Regions from separate parts of the Rattus norvegicus genome. Here region 1 is linked to region 2. Evidence: chromatin contacts called from public Hi-C data. All regions are on one chromosome and are shown on one strand. The core of a region is the stretch at or near the end of the contact, and the rest is flanking DNA. Distances in the headings are between cores, read along the strand shown. Region 1 holds the start of Plscr3 (phospholipid scramblase 3). Region 2 holds the start of Senp3 (SUMO specific peptidase 3).

Region 1 (2,745 bases), core at 74-2,573, 170 kb after region 2:
GGTCCTGAGTTCAATTCCCAGCAACCACATGGTGGCTCACAACCATCTGTAATGGGATCTGATGCCCTCTTCTGATGTGTCTGAAGACAACGGGATCTTAGAGGTGCTGGGTCAATAGAGACAGCAAAATACCTGAAGCCAGGGATTGCATGAGCAGGCTGTAAATGATGGGGCAATGCAGGGCAAGGGATAGGGGTCTATGCTGTGCAGAAGCCTCAGAGGCTCATTTTCTTCTTTGTACATCCTGTCTCTGAGGCACAATGAAGTCATGTTTCCTCAGATGCACATCAAGACCACCGTCACTGCCCTGGTCTCTGGTCCAATCCATCACATTATGACCAGATTTCTCCTTACCTTTGCCTGCCTACAGCCTCCTAGGTTTTTCTAACACAGCAGTGCTGTTTTGGCTGTACAATAAAACTAGAATTCTCAGAGTCCCTAGTCTGCATCCCAAGCACGGAAATATAATTGGTAGCATGTAAGACCCAGGCACAAGTGGTGGGCTGTTTTGGGCTTTGTTTCTTTAATATCTCCCCTAGTGACCCAGGTCACTCCCAAGCTGACCGGGAACCCATGATCCACCCCATCTGCCCAGATACTTTGCTTTCTTCTTTTGAGAAAGGGAGTCTTTTAAGAAAGCCCCCCAATTGTAGCCCTGAATTGGTCTGGAACTATGTAGAACAGACTGACCTCATACTTGTAATTATTCTCCTGCCTCTCCTTTCCCAAATGCTGGGATTCCAAGCTTTGCCACCATGCAGAGGAATGGAGGGGCCTGTTCTGTTCAAGTGTTTTTCCCTGAGCCTTACCTCATGCACATTCATTACTGATACCGTTTGAAAGCCTGTCACGCGTGTAATGGGCGCGCCTGAACTGAGAGGTGACTGAGTGGGTCAACGCTGTGACAGGGAGAGAACACAGCGAGGTCGCCCTGAGATAGAAGACTGCCAAGCCAACTCTGGAAGGCAATGAGGGAGTGTGAATAGTGTTCCGCTGCGTCAGCGAGGCCCGACCCGCCCTTGGGAGGAGGATCCCGGGGTCCGGAGCAGCCACGCGGTGGGGAGGCAGAACCGCCACCCGCTGAAAAGGCGAGGGTCTTGTTGCTGGGGATAGGGCCGCAATCACCCTCCGACAGCCCAGGTCTCCACGCCTCTGCAGTCGGAGCGGAAGGGGCGGGACCAGGGCGAACGAGGCGCACAAGGTCCAAGGTCCGCGGCCCCGGGGGAGGAGAAGCGCCTGCTTTCTGCGCAGTCGCCCCGCCCGGATTGGGGGTGGGACTTAGGCGACCCGGGGGTGGGGTCAGATCTGGGCCCGCCTCCACCAGCGCCTGTGAGCCCGGGAGTGCGTGGCCCCCCCCCCCGGCTTTCTTATTCTGGGGGCTTCAGGTGAGCGCCCGGACCATAAAGGGGTTAAGGAGACTTTCCTCAGGGTCAGGTCATCTGTTTGACCTCAGGTTCAACTGCTCTGCCGTCTGCCCACAGCCATCTCCGCAAAAAGAAATGGGAGAACAAAGGGAGGGGGCGGTCCTGGGGCCCCTAAGGAAATTCAGGGTCCTGGGTAACCCGCCCCGCCCGCTGACACTTTCGATTTCATAGGTGCCTCCCAAGAGACCCTGGGCCGGTGCTGGGCGCAGCTGCCTCTTCGCCTCTGCTTGTCCGTCTTTGTTTCTGTGCCTGTCTGGCTGTTCCCAAGCTTGTCCCCACTCCAGAACTAAGCCTCCCCTACGCCGACAGCCCAAGACACCCTTCCCCTTTCCCATGGCAGGTACGTTGGCTCTAGGTTGGGGTCTCCGTTATCCCCCCTCACGAACTTGGGTGCCGGGTGTCGAACACATTCTCCAGGAATGTGCTCAGACTGGCTGCGTGGGGCCCTCCCTTCCTCCTGGGAAACCACCGCCCTGCCCCCCCCCCCCGCCCCATCATTCTCTGCCTCTTCTTACGTTTTCCGCGGGTGCTCCTGGTCCTTGGGCTGAGAAAGAGGATAAGGACACAGGTAACTTTCTAATCTACCCCTGCTCCCCTGCAGGCTACTTGCCCCCCAAAGGTTATGCCCCTTCGCCCCCACCTCCCTACCCCGTGCCAGCTGGGTATCCAGAGGCGGCGGCGCTGCATCCTGGACCCGGACAGGCTCCAGTGCCCACCCAGGGGCCTGCCCCTGCGCCTGGCTTCTCTCTCTTCCCCTCGCCAGGCCCGGTGGTCCCAGGGCCTCCTGGTCCCTTCGTGCCATTGCCAGGGGTGCCTTCTGGCCTGGAATTCCTAGTGCAGGTGAGTGGGAGAGAGGATGGCTGGGAGGAGGACTGATGTTCGAGGTGAGGAATGAGGTCAACGCTGCTCTTAACACTTTACAGATTGATCAAATCTTGATTCATCAGAAGGCTGAGCGAGTGGAAAGTGAGTAGGAGGTGGAATTAAGTTGGGCTTCATGATGTTTGTGACAGTGGTGAGTTTCTGGGCAGGTGAGGCCCCTGAGCCTCAGCGTGTTCCCCTTCACAGCGTTCCTAGGCTGGGAGACCTGTAATAGGTATGAACTTCGCTCCGGGACCGGACAGCAACTGGGTCAGGCAGCTGAGGAGAGCAACTGCTGTGCCCGGCTGTGCTGTGGTGCCCGCCGGCCGCTTCGTATCCGCCTAGCGGACCCCGGGGACCGCGAGGTGCTCCGCCTCCTCCGCCCACTTCACTGCGGCTGCAGCTGCTGTCCTTGTGGTCTTCAGGAGGTGGGCATGACAGGTTTTGTGGTGGTCGGTGG
Region 2 (3,050 bases), core at 165-2,664:
GCTTCCAGTGGAATGTCAGCGAGGTGCTTTTTGAGTAGAGCAGCATCTGGAAGGCTCTCATGGCTCGGCGCCGGCGCTGTGAGCAGGTTTTTCTATGAGAGGGTCGGAGAGCCCGAGGACGCTGGGAGGTCCCCAGCTGGCCCCATCTAGGGGGTAGCCTCCATGCCGCTACTTCCTCCTCATCTTCTTCTTCCTCCTCTTCCTCTTCTTCACTAGCTGAGGCATCAAAAGATGGCCGAGGGCCAGGGAGGCGTCTAGTTGGCACTGTGGTCCCAGACCCAGGATCTGGCCCAAAGCCACCACCTGACTTGAGCCGGGGCTTTGGGGGTAGGGGCCAACGAAGACGCTCTCGCCTGGGATTTGAGTAAGTGGTGCCGGGTCCCGGAGGCTCAGGCCCCCAAGACCCGGTCCCCTGTATAGTCTCTTTCATCTTTCAGTGCCCTGTAAAACAAAAGTTTGATTATCAAACTGAGAACACCCTACTCCTTCCTCCAAGATCGGAAATGTTCTTCAGCATTTCCCCTCTGGTTTCAGATACAAATAAAGAAAAATCTAATATCTCATAACTTCAGCTCTTCCCAGCCAACCTCGTCCAGAAGGAACTCTTCAGAGTCTTCCATCATTTCGTCCCTTGTCCAGGTAGGGAACCAAAAGAAAATGACTAACTGGTAGGCCTTAGGTATTTTATTTTTAAGCTCTCTGAATGAAACCCAGTATTTCCAGGCTTCGCTTTAATGCTGCTGTGGGTATCCTTAGGACAAGTCTGAGGGCTACATTGCTAAAAGAGATGGCTCAGCCCAGAAAATCTGGATACGGGTACCTGGGAAGACAACTTTCACCAGGAAAACTTTGGTCACGGGAGGGAAGTTCTCTTTCACCCTGGAATAATAATGGGGGTACGGGAACACACACGCCTTAGTTGTGGGGGAGGGTGGTGAGGTTATGGCTCAGGAAATAAGAGTGATAAGAAAGATGTTGAAGAAAACTGGAAGCGAATAGAATCGGTGCTTAGCGACCGAATTAAGGAGATGGGACCGAACAGAGCAGTGGGGGCCTGGCAGACCGGCCCCTCTCCAGTCTTATCCTGGGAGAACTGAATGCTTCCTAGCCGCAATATAGTTTGAAAGCTTGGGCGACTCGGCACACAACGGTCTTAAGTCCTTTAAAGGGCCTCTTGGGCCCAGTTAGGTGCGAGGGAAGACTAGAAATGGAAGAGGCCACAAGGGCGGGGGGAGGGGAAGGGGCGTCCTCACCAGGAGCGGGGAAGCCGGGCACACGGGCCCCAAGGCGGGTGTCTCCGCCTCAGGCTTTCCGGCTCATCTTTCGGACGGCGGCGACCCCGCCACTCCTGCTGTCCTCAGGCGGAGCCGTTTCAATTCACGAAGCCAAAGCTCGTGCCGCCCCACTGCGGCCGCCTCTAGCGCGGCTTTAGCCTCCACCTCTACCTCCACCTCCACCACCACCACCACCGCCACCACCCCTCCTCCTCCTTCCCCTCCCGCGAGCCCCAGGCCCACCGCCGATGGCGGCGCACAATTAGTGCGTCACACCCGGCGAGCGGCGCCGGCTCGTGCTCAGTCCCGCCTACCTCAGAGCGTCCAGGCCACCGGACGGTCCCGCCCTCGAGCTCTACGCTGAACCGAGCCTGCGCACAGTCGCCTAGGTTGCCGCGTGTGGCAGTCCCACTGCTCGCTCTTTTACGCCTGCGTGTCGCGTCCAGCCTCACGCTCTACGTCGCAGTCGTACGGTACTCCCTGCTCTTCCGTGGCCTGAGCTTCGGGTGATCCAGTGGGCTTCCCAGCGCGTGGCCAGGAAGTCAGAGACCCTGCAGGGACTGGACTGAGGCTAGGCGCTTGGGAGGCGGAGGCGGGACGTTACGTTTTTGTATTTTGATTTTTTTTTTCAACTTTAAGCAGGGCTTGATTAAAGAGTGAGACACGACCAGTGTGCCAGGGCGTCCAGTGCATACAAACTCCCCGAATACCAGTCCGATCTTGTAGAGTCTTTTATTTGTTTGTTTGAAACAGGGTCTCAACCACTGTAACCCCTGGATGGCCTGGAACTCACTATTTAGACCAAGTTGACCGCTAACATAGAAATAGGCCTCCGAGTACTGGGATTAAAGCGGTGAAGCACAATGTTCAGCTCGGAAGTTTGCTAGGGGAATGGGGAGCATGAATGGAATGGATGTCGAGGCACCTAAAATACATTTTTTTTCTAGACAGTAACAAGAATTTGGACGCAATAGTGAGATAGTGAAAATCGGGCTTCTTGTACATTGAAGCAGGGGGCTTGAAGAGTTGTGGCCGAGGGACACGTTTTCCCTAGCAGAGACCGTGTTCTTTCCTCAAACTGCCTCTAGATGGTGGTGCTGTTCTGGATGCAGTCCAGTGGATAAGGCTTGGCACAGTGCACAAAACCCCTTTAACACACACAACAAAAGAATTTGGGGCCATGTGGGAGATAGACACAAAATATTCTACTTCTTTAATATCTATGGAATCAGAACCCAGATAGTGGGATCGGGAAAGGCAAAGCGGGGAACAACAGTCAAGACGTCAAAACCAAGGAGAACGGTTCTTGACCACTTGCTGTCCTTTGTCTAGCCAGTTCTTGGAATGGGAACCCCACCTTTATAGCACAGTCATAGTTTCACAAACCCCAGGAATGTTCCATGTGGAGAAAGGCTAAGTTTTGCGTTTGCCCGAGGAATTTTGACAGTGATAATATCCCCTTGATGTAAGTGAAAGACACCTGAGGGGGGAAAAACATTTCAGATGCTTCATTCTGCCTGCTCCAACCCCTCCTCCATTTTGATTTTTATGTTTTCAGTGTTTTGTTGGGGAACATGTGCATGTGTGGAGGAGATCAGAAGACCACTTAGGAGAGTCGGTTTTCCTTCTGCTCTGTGGCATCAAGCCCAGGTAGTGAGTTGTGAGAGATGGAGCAGGCACCTCTCCTAAGTGAGCCGTCTCACTGGCTTTCCTTTTTAATTTTTTAAACAGCCTCATTCTGTAGCCTGGGCTGATCTTGAATTTTGGGTAAAACTC

Evidence for each region. A called contact is a pair of places that touch in the nucleus more often than the background predicts.
Region 1: a contact with region 2 is called in a Hi-C map of the A7r5 cell line, with 4 times the contacts expected there. The contact joins the promoter of Plscr3 here to the promoter of Senp3 in region 2. A contact is called at or near these places in 4 of 12 Hi-C or Micro-C datasets (the A7r5 cell line, frontal cortex, kidney and 1 more) and 1 of 1 datasets of contacts at active chromatin or transcription factors (oligodendrocytes).

Annotation. Positions count from the first base shown.
Region 1 is chr10:55,064,282-55,067,026 of GRCr8, forward strand. Plscr3 (phospholipid scramblase 3) reads left to right here and starts at 1,324. Exons shown (of 8, transcript NM_001012139.2): 1 at 1,324-1,385; 2 at 1,596-1,764; 3 at 2,026-2,264; 4 at 2,348-2,390; 5 at 2,493-2,713. The coding sequence starts at 1,758.
Region 2 is chr10:54,896,813-54,899,862 of GRCr8, forward strand. It overlaps Senp3 (SUMO specific peptidase 3), which reads right to left and starts at 1,415. Exons shown (of 11, transcript NM_001013116.2): 1 at 1,254-1,415; 2 at 1-441. The coding sequence starts at 430. The region is part of intron 1 of Eif4a1l (eukaryotic translation initiation factor 4A1 like); the gene reads left to right. It overlaps Tnfsf13 (TNF superfamily member 13), which reads right to left. Exons shown (of 6, transcript NM_001009623.2): 6 at 1,993-2,754. The coding sequence ends at 2,645.